3 separate regions of the Mus musculus genome follow, and all the other regions are linked to region 3. A link is a contact called in public ChIA-PET and Hi-C data. All regions are on one chromosome and are shown on one strand. Each heading gives the region's core, a stretch centred on a gene start, on an enhancer-like site or on the middle of the called end of the contact. The rest is flanking DNA. Distances are from core to core; before and after follow the strand shown. Region 1 holds the start of Lysmd4 (LysM, putative peptidoglycan-binding, domain containing 4). Region 2 overlaps Mef2a (myocyte enhancer factor 2A). Region 3 has its middle 2.8 kb from the start of Gm51462.

Region 1 (2,700 bases), core at 136-2,635, 200 kb after region 3:
TCAACCCTGGAGGGCAGAGGGACTGAGGTCAGCTTACTTTGCAGCCATACTGGAGAGCCAGCTTGTTGAGGCTGTCTTCCTGAGCCAGCTCCCGCTGCAGCAGAACCATGGTGCCTGCTCCTGGCCGTTGGCTGCTGTTCTTCTGGTGCTCCTTGCCCCGGGGTCGTAACACCACCTGATGTGACTCTTCCTCAGAGGAGTCCCCAGAGTCCCCGCTGCCATTGTTGAACATGTAAACGTGGCTGTTTGGAGTCCTGCAGACAGCAGCTGGACCTTGGAAGCTCTTGGCTAACACTTCCTTCTGCCTCATTTTCTCTTAACTGAAAATCAGACCTGGAGTTAATTCCACACAAATGCTATTCATTTTCCTCTGGCTTCCTAAAGAGGACTGTCTCGTTAGTAACTTCCTAATATTGCCAATATCAAACAAACAGCATCAGGACAGAAGGACATCCTCACACCTGTCCACCTGATACTGACACAGAATAAGATCATACTTTCCCTAAGTGCTTACTGTGTGCAAAAAAGATTCCCCACCCTTCTTCCCCACCCCCAGCTGTGCTTCCCCTAGCCCACAGAAGAAACCACTGTGTCTCAGCACTGTGTGAGGTGACAACTGTTCTCAGCTCTCTGACACTGAGAATCTTACACTTAGAATCTTTGGACAAAAACCTCATTAGGCATCCCAAGGTGTCTTCAGGGGAAAGGACAGAAGCTGGGAACAACCATAGTTCTCTTATTTTGACCCTGGCTGACGTGACCTAATTGATGAGCAATGGAAAAACCTATCAAATTTCAATTTGTCCGTTTCTCACAGTCATTCTGGACTCATTTCACCCCCACGGTCCCCTTATTGCCACCTGGAGTCAAACGCCAGAGCCACAACCAACCTTTCCCTTCCAAATGGCTGGAATGAGACTCCAGGCATTCCTGGCGGTCCCTTCTGCATGGCCCTTTAAGGGAACAGCCAACCTCAGGTATCTCCCTCTGGTCTCAAATTCTGAGCCCCTGGCACCCGGGGCGGCCAAAAGAGGCCTCAGTTTCCCTCCAATGACAGGTGGGCTGTCATTAAGCAGGAGACAAAACAAATTTCAGACGTCCCCGCCCCTGGGCCTAAACAGGCCCGGCCCCAACTTTCCAAAGAATACACATCCTGCCACTCCCGCAAGCCGGCACCAGCCCTCTGTGGACACAGGCACTGGCCCTGGATTGGCAGCCCTCCACTGAGCCCACAGTGACAGGGCCAGAAGCCCTGGCCCCCCAAGTCAACCCAGCAGACCCTGCTCCAGGTTCGGGTACCTCGCTCCCAGGCTTCACCGCCACCGCGCCCGCCGATTGGCTGCAAAAAGCAGGTCTTCCGGGGGCGGGGACTAAGAGCCAACCAATGACTTCAGAGGAGGGCGGGCCCTGGCAGAGCCGGGAGGTGCTGAGAGGTCAGAATGAGGGCGGGCCCTGATGGGCGGGGCTCCAGCGTGGACCCTGGACTTGTGCTCCTATGTCATTTATCCCAGCTGTTCCCGGTTTCCCCTTCTGAGCCAGGTATCTTGGCCTCCTCGGTGGCCACAGCTTTCTGCTAAGCCTCGGTCTTCTTCCCGGCAGGAGAGACCTTTGACCCATGTGCGTCCTGATCCGTGGCCAGGAGCGTACCCAGTACGGCGGTGCGCCACTCGAGAGGCCTGACCCAGGTAGCCTCAACCTGAATCTTCGACCCAGTATCCTTTGAGGGGCCGAATGGTTGCCAGCCCCTGCCCAGAGATAAACAGAAGTCCAGGGATGTGAAATGTTGCCCTGACAACACAGACCAGAATTGGATAAAGGAGAATATGTATCATCTGGCCAGCCAGAGCGTCCCTGCTATTTGGAAAAGGGCGGAGAACCTGTGGCATTGTTTTGTAACCAAGATTAAAATCCTTAATGGAGTAAGACTCATCCAATGAATAAGGAAGAAACTAAGTGTCGTGGGCAGGCATTACACCAAAGAATGCAGATGGCTGGCCGCTGAACCAAGGTGCTAAGCCTGTCTGGGAATCAACATTGAAACAAGAGCCCAGAAATTCTTCCTATGATTTAGAATAAAACTAAAAGTCTTACTCTAAATGTCTAAGGCCAGGAAAGCACCAGGTCATGGCCCTCTCTGCTAGCCACAGGACTCTTCTTTCTGGCTTTAAACATCTGTTTAAACATTTGTTTACTTTGCCCCCCAACCCAGGAGGTGAGCCTCGCTAATATACCCAGCACATGTGTTTCCCACTGAGGTATTTGTGGTTTGTGACAGTTTACAGGCTTGGATGAGGCTGCCTGAGAAGTATGAACGCTATGTCCCACCTATCAGAGTGGGCCAGGTGCCCAGCCACATGAACAGGTCCACTGATCTGATCCCAAGTTAGTGGAGACCCACCCCATCACCAGAGGTATCCACTCGGATATCCTTCAACCCTTGTCAAACATGTTGTCCCCTCCCAAGTCCAGCCTTCTCCTGGGATAGAGGATGCAAGGTAGCAGGGGCCAACTATTTAGCTTTCTGAATATGGCTCTGAACTCCAGGGCTAAGCAGAACTGCCATGGAATGTCGAAAGTTTTGTCTTTTAATTTTTTATTTCTTTTAAAGAGTCTAAGCCAAGCCCTTCACAAGGGCACTGACCCAGTCCCCTCTTTAAGGCTCCACCTTAAAAGCTCACTTCAGAGGGTAGGGTTTCAACA
Region 2 (2,700 bases), core at 114-2,613, 180 kb after region 3:
ATATTATTTTGACATCTGTCTTGTAAATTGGAGATAACAAAATGATATGTTTAAGTGAGCAGCTGAACTATATTTGCCTACTTGTACGCTGAGTGCTTGTTTTGTTGAGTAAATGATCAGTTTATTCATTTGCAGAGAAACCAGTGAGGCTTAGGACACTTCACAAATTGGAAGAAACTTGACTTACTCAAGTGAAATAGGAAATATCAATGAGCAGACTGTTTCTAGCATAGAAGTATTTCATAACCACTTAAAAGGAGAAAACCTGTCTTATTCATTTTTACTGTTTTTAAAGTTTAACAGTTCCCTTCCAGTCTCTTCTTTGTCATATGCAAGGCTTTACCCCACTAAGATAGTTTTATTCATGGGAACACTGTTATTTGCAAATGGTAAACATATATTATTACTCAAAACTATAGCATTTATTAGTAAACACTTACTGTGTCTTATAATGTGTTGGCCACTGGGAAAATAAAACACACAGCAGTTTTCTAACAATAGAGTCTGGTAGTAGACAGGCATGTATACAAACTGTCTGGCCAGATGGGGTAGCTATGCAGGGATTAAATGTATATGTGCACAGTGTTAAACTTGGAAGTGTCTCAGAAGCAATGCTGTGTGTAGGAGAGACCCATGTAAGAGGAGGTGGGATTAAGGGACAGGATGGGGCTTTAAATCATTGGCTAGAGAATTTAAAAGAATTTTCCTTTATTTTGAAAAAGCAACTATAATGTAGAGGCAAGTACTATATGCATCGTTTGATATGTATAGAACCTCTGTAAAGTTGCAAACAGCTACTAGAATCCAAATGCCATGTTTTTCTAAAGAAAGATCTTGTTGCAAGTTCCAACAGTCTTAGTTAACTCTCTTATCCCTCTTATGTGCTGAGTACAGTCGGAGGAAGAGGAATTGGAGTTGGTGAGTGTGGTTTCCTGCTTGAACAGAGTTGAAAAATATATAAATAGTACTAATTATTTTAAATGTTCTTATTTAACCTTTGTTCCTTTGTTACAAAGATATTTTTCTATTTGTTTTCCACTATCCAAACATTTTTTAATCAAGAAATCCACCTACTGGCACTACTGATCCTAGTTATGTTTATGTTTATTGCTGTATATATTGGTCCCTTTTATTTGATGGGTAAAGGAGAAGACATATTGAAGTAACTTGTAAAAACAATAGCTATCCATGAACACAAGATACTTAAGCTTTTTTTGCTAAGGAAGTACACAAAATACCTTATGTGGCTTTCGAAATTATTAAAGTGTTTTTAGAAAATGACTTCACCCTCAGAGTCCCTGAGATCGTAACACAGAATCTTGTGTTATGTTTCTTTCTTTCAAAAAGATTACATCATTTTTGGTGAGGTCACCTTTTTCAGAGTTGATTATCTCATCCTGCATGAGGCAGTCGGAACCACAAGGGGGTTCCCTGTTTACAAAAAGAAGTGGCTGTGATTGAACACACACACATTTGCTTCTTACGAGGAATGTTTGAGTCTTTAAAAGCAGCTCTTACCTGTTTATCCAAAACATATTTTATGTTGTTTTTTTCCTGTGGAAAAAAAACTTGACTAAAAATAACTTACCTCTATGTTGGGAACTAAAACCCAAACTCAACAGATGTCATCATATGCATTCCAAGTCTAATTAGATGACTCCGATTTAAAGGGAATAAAAACTTGTGAGTGTTCCAGTGTTAGCATGGGCAGGGGTTAGGAGTGCATGTGAGCATGGGGTGTAAAGGCACCCACTATTTTCATTTCCTTATGATGACATGTTTATGCATGCTGGTGTGTTTTTAACAGTTTCTTTTCAAATAAGTTTCTTTGTTCTTTATCCTTAAAATAAGAGATGATCTTTTATTTGTTCTGTGCTTGCTCATTTTTGGATTGGTATATGAAATATACTCACTGATTAGCTATAAATGTGATGCTAGATTATACAATGAATATCTTTGGGGGGAAATTCTTGAGTTAAGGATGCCACTAATGGTTGCATTATGGTTCAAACTGAAATAATTCATCTTTTACTAGACCCTGCTCTTTACCCTTAAATTATTGTCCTAAATGCTTTAATTATCTATCACTGTGTTGCCCTCTAGTGGTTCTGAAAGTCACTTACTCACGGAACACACTGCTTGCAGGGATCTAGCTGGTGGGCAGACCAAGTATGGAGGGTCATTATTTCTACAGTCTTTGAAGTCATACCAAGAAGTTGCCATGAAGATGCAACTCTAAAAAGCCCAGAGTAGGGATAGCCTACACAGAACCATCTGAACACTATTTTTACCTAGTTTTATTTGAGACCAGATTAAGTCTCTCCCTCAAAAACTCATTGAAATTGTTGACTCAGTGCTGAGCCTGAACTGTTTCTCCACCTGTCATACCAATGTGTGACACTGTGTGACTTTGCCTTCCTTAAAATGACACTTAACTGCAGAATCTCAGAGATAGTTTCTGAGTGTGTTGAAATGTAGAAATCATGAAGATAAGAAAGATCGCTAAAAAGTGTAGTCAATCACACTCTTTACAACTTCATAAACACCCATGGAAGGAGTTACAGAGACAAAGTTTGGAGCTGAGACGGAAGGAAGGAAGGAGCATCCAGAGACTGCGACTGCCCCACCCGGGGCATCCATACCATAATCAGCCACCAAATGCAGACACTATTGCATATGCCAGCAAGATTTTGCTGACAT
Region 3 (2,700 bases), core at 35-2,534:
CCTTTCTCATGATCTCAGGCACTCATGGGGCTAAAGCAGCTGCTGAAGTTACAGAGTTTAAAAAACAAGGTGGGGGTGGTCCAGGCTACGGAGTTCCCCCAAGCCCCTCGCAGGTGATATATCTCAGCCTAAGAGGATACCACAGGAGTGCTAGACAAGGATGATCACAATCTATGTTTTCCATTTAAATGCTTAAGGTGCAATAAAACAGAAAGCACCCATTACCATTGTGATTTCATGGCAATATACACACATCTGAGTTAAAGGCAGGTCATTTGGAAGGAAATTATACACATTTTTGGAAAGTAAACTTTAAGGTAAGTGAAAGCTAAACAAGGAACTATAGGGCTGGCTCTGTGGACAAAGTGCTTTGCCGGACAGGCATGGGGACTGAGTTTGAATCTTCAGGACCCATATAAAAGAAACCAGATGTGGCTGGGAACACCTGTAATCCCAGCACTGGGCAGCCAGAATCAAGGTGTTAGGGAGGGTTGGGGCAGGACTATGGTTGGAGACAGGTAGATCTCCACAGCTTACTGGTCAGTCTATCCAGCCAATCAGGGCGCAGCAAGTTCAGCAAGAGACTGTCAAAACAAAAACAAAAAAAAAAACAAAACAAACAAACAACAACAACAAAAACAAGGAGAGGCATGGTAGAGGAAGACACCTATATCAACCTATGGCCTCTACACACATCTACTAGCACCTGCATGCACGTGTGTGTGTGTGTGTGTATGTGTGTGTGTGTGTACGCGCCTGCACTCACACAAGTGGGACATGCTGTTATATTCTTGTCATCTCAGCATTTGGAAGGCTGAAGATAGGAGGATCTTGTGTTAGAAGCTAGCCTGGGCCATATAGTGTGTTCAAGGCCCACGTGAGCTATGTGAGATCCTGTCTCAATAAAACAAGACAGTACAACAACAACAACAACATGACATGTGACAAGAGCCATGATTAATGCATGAGAGATGGTGTCTCAGAGCCCAGCTCCGTGGTAAGAGAGAGGTTGGCAGCTCGCTGAGGAGTGTCACCTACAACCTTAGTAGAACTTTTGGGTCTCTGCCTCATTCCAGGGCTCCTCGGGTAGAACTGGCATTTTAATCTCGTTCTTAGGAGGTTGTCGGAACCTTTAGAATTTCAGAAAGTTGTCTAAGAAAACCCTGGGGCAGAATCCCCTGGCATGACTTAGATTGCCTAACAACATAAAGCACCTAGCTGAGTTCACACTGACAAAACCCGGTAACGTCTTGATGATCTGTGCCGGGTTTCCACTATGTCAGGGGCTAGGCCACCCCAGTGACCTTCCTTTTCCTGTGTAAAAGCATGACCTCATTTGGCCCTAGAGCAGAGCCCAGGAAGTCTTGCCTGTGTGTAGATGAAGGAGTGCAGGGCAGAAGCAGGCTTGGATGGCTTGGGATGGCTTCCCGGCAACTCATGGCTGAGCCTAAAGAGAATGTTGGAAGGACCTGCAGAGAGGCTGCCAGCTGCAGGGGCCAGAAGATAAGAGTGTTAATTTAGCTTGGCTGCCATCCAGTAAGCTGAGCAAAGCGAGGCCTACAAGCTCAGGGTAAAAATAAATAAATAAATAAATAAAAATAAGTTGGCAGCTGTTTCGGCTCCCTTTGTAACACTAGCTACACGGATCCCGCACATCTCCAGTGCCCGTTAGGCACTATGTCAGAAACCTGGAGTGGTTGTTCCCCTGTCCCTCAGCAAAACCCCGGCAGGTTCATGTTCTCACCTCCATTTCATGGGGAGGGTGAAGTGGCTCTGGCCATCGTGAGTTGCCTGTGGCCACTCAGTCCTCGGCTCACCCCCACCATTTTCTGCAGCCTTAAGCAGGAAGTGGAAATAGGCTGGCTGTTTTTAAAGCTCCATCAGGACCAAACCCTAGCAGATGCTGGGTTTAAAGACTGCTCCTGTATCCTAACACAGGGTTTCAGAAAGGAGAGCAGTGTCTTCCTCGCTCTCAGCTTGCAGACACTGTCTCCTCAACCCTCTCCACACTGGTGCAGACAAGAGTCACTGTTAGCCACGTGGCAGACTGAGAGACTAAGCAAGTTGCCAAAACACTCATCTTAAGACTTGTGCACCTGTGACAAATAGCCCACGTGGTTGCCCTTCTCTGAGCTGCCAGAAAAGATGTAATGGGGTCACACAATGCACCTGATACATGGCAGAGCCTCAGTACAGGAACTCTGACCTCTCTCTCCCTTTCTCCTCCTCCCCCCACCCCCTTCCTGTCTCTCTCTGAATGGGCCTGGACACTCCGCTCAGTTTCTTCCATGCGTCCCAGAGACACCTGAAGAGAGCAAGACAAACTGTCCAAATTGGAAAGGATTCTCCTGCTGACAAAGGAGTTGGAGAATTTTTCCCTTAAATGCTGTGTCTCAACATCTTTAATCCATCCACATTAAAAAAAAAAAGCAACTATTTTGCATCCTTGCTTAATATTATTTGAAATTTCTAATGGAATTAAATACTATGATTCAAAGCCAAACAAATTATGTATATTTAATATGCTTCATGAAACAGTAACTACCCTTTGAGATTCTGATGCCAACAAAGACAGCCTGTCTGCTCCCAGTTGAGTCTTAATAGATGAAGCAACTGTCCGACTATGGTGACTGTGTATGGACAGGAAGCCAGACCTCCACTTGTTTCATGTACCTGGGACCCCAAAATGCACTGGACCCT

Evidence for each region. Hi-C and Micro-C count contacts between places; a contact is called where the count stands out from the background. ChIA-PET counts read pairs in DNA pulled down with a chosen protein or histone mark.
Region 1: a contact with region 3 is called in an RNA polymerase II ChIA-PET map of effector CD8 T cells, with 56 read pairs. The contact joins the promoter of Lysmd4 here to the enhancer-like site in region 3. A contact is called at or near these places in 5 of 39 promoter capture datasets (embryonic stem cells, hematopoietic stem and progenitor cells, hippocampal neurons and 2 more), 2 of 484 Hi-C or Micro-C datasets (the HPC-5 cell line and natural killer cells), 4 of 115 datasets of contacts at active chromatin or transcription factors (effector CD8 T cells, heart atrium, kidney and 1 more) and 3 of 9 other capture datasets (adipose tissue, liver and pancreatic islet).
Region 2: a contact with region 3 is called in a Hi-C map of the N1E-115 cell line, with 3 times the contacts expected there. The contact joins two enhancer-like sites. A contact is called at or near these places in 1 of 15 datasets of contacts at CTCF or cohesin (pro-B cells), 10 of 484 Hi-C or Micro-C datasets (the Ba/F3 cell line, the HPC-5 cell line, the HPC-7 cell line and 7 more) and 4 of 115 datasets of contacts at active chromatin or transcription factors (CD8 T cells, bone marrow-derived dendritic cells, heart atrium and 1 more).

What each region holds. Positions count from the first base shown.
Region 1 is chr7:67,221,229-67,223,928 of GRCm38.p6, reverse strand. Lysmd4 (LysM, putative peptidoglycan-binding, domain containing 4) reads right to left here and starts at 1,385. Exons shown (of 3, transcript NM_175215.4): 1 at 1,300-1,385; 2 at 38-320. The coding sequence starts at 310. 1700112J16Rik (RIKEN cDNA 1700112J16 gene) reads left to right here and starts at 1,471. Exons shown (of 3, transcript NR_131044.1): 1 at 1,471-1,685.
Region 2 is chr7:67,242,739-67,245,438 of GRCm38.p6, reverse strand. The region is part of intron 8 of Mef2a (myocyte enhancer factor 2A); the gene reads left to right. Among named protein-coding and RNA genes, the nearest start is that of Lysmd4, 22 kb to the right of the region's middle. Within about 2 kb of position 1,363, at least 83 of the 459 cell types and tissues checked have an H3K27ac peak or open chromatin away from gene starts, as enhancers often do. A contact at or near this core is called in the N1E-115 cell line, bone marrow-derived macrophages and heart atrium, where this site is marked.
Region 3 is chr7:67,420,630-67,423,329 of GRCm38.p6, reverse strand. No RefSeq gene overlaps it. Among named protein-coding and RNA genes, the nearest start is that of Gm51462, 2.8 kb to the right of the region's middle. Within about 2 kb of position 1,284, at least 35 of the 459 cell types and tissues checked have an H3K27ac peak or open chromatin away from gene starts, as enhancers often do. A contact at or near this core is called in the N1E-115 cell line, bone marrow-derived macrophages, effector CD8 T cells and 3 more, where this site is marked.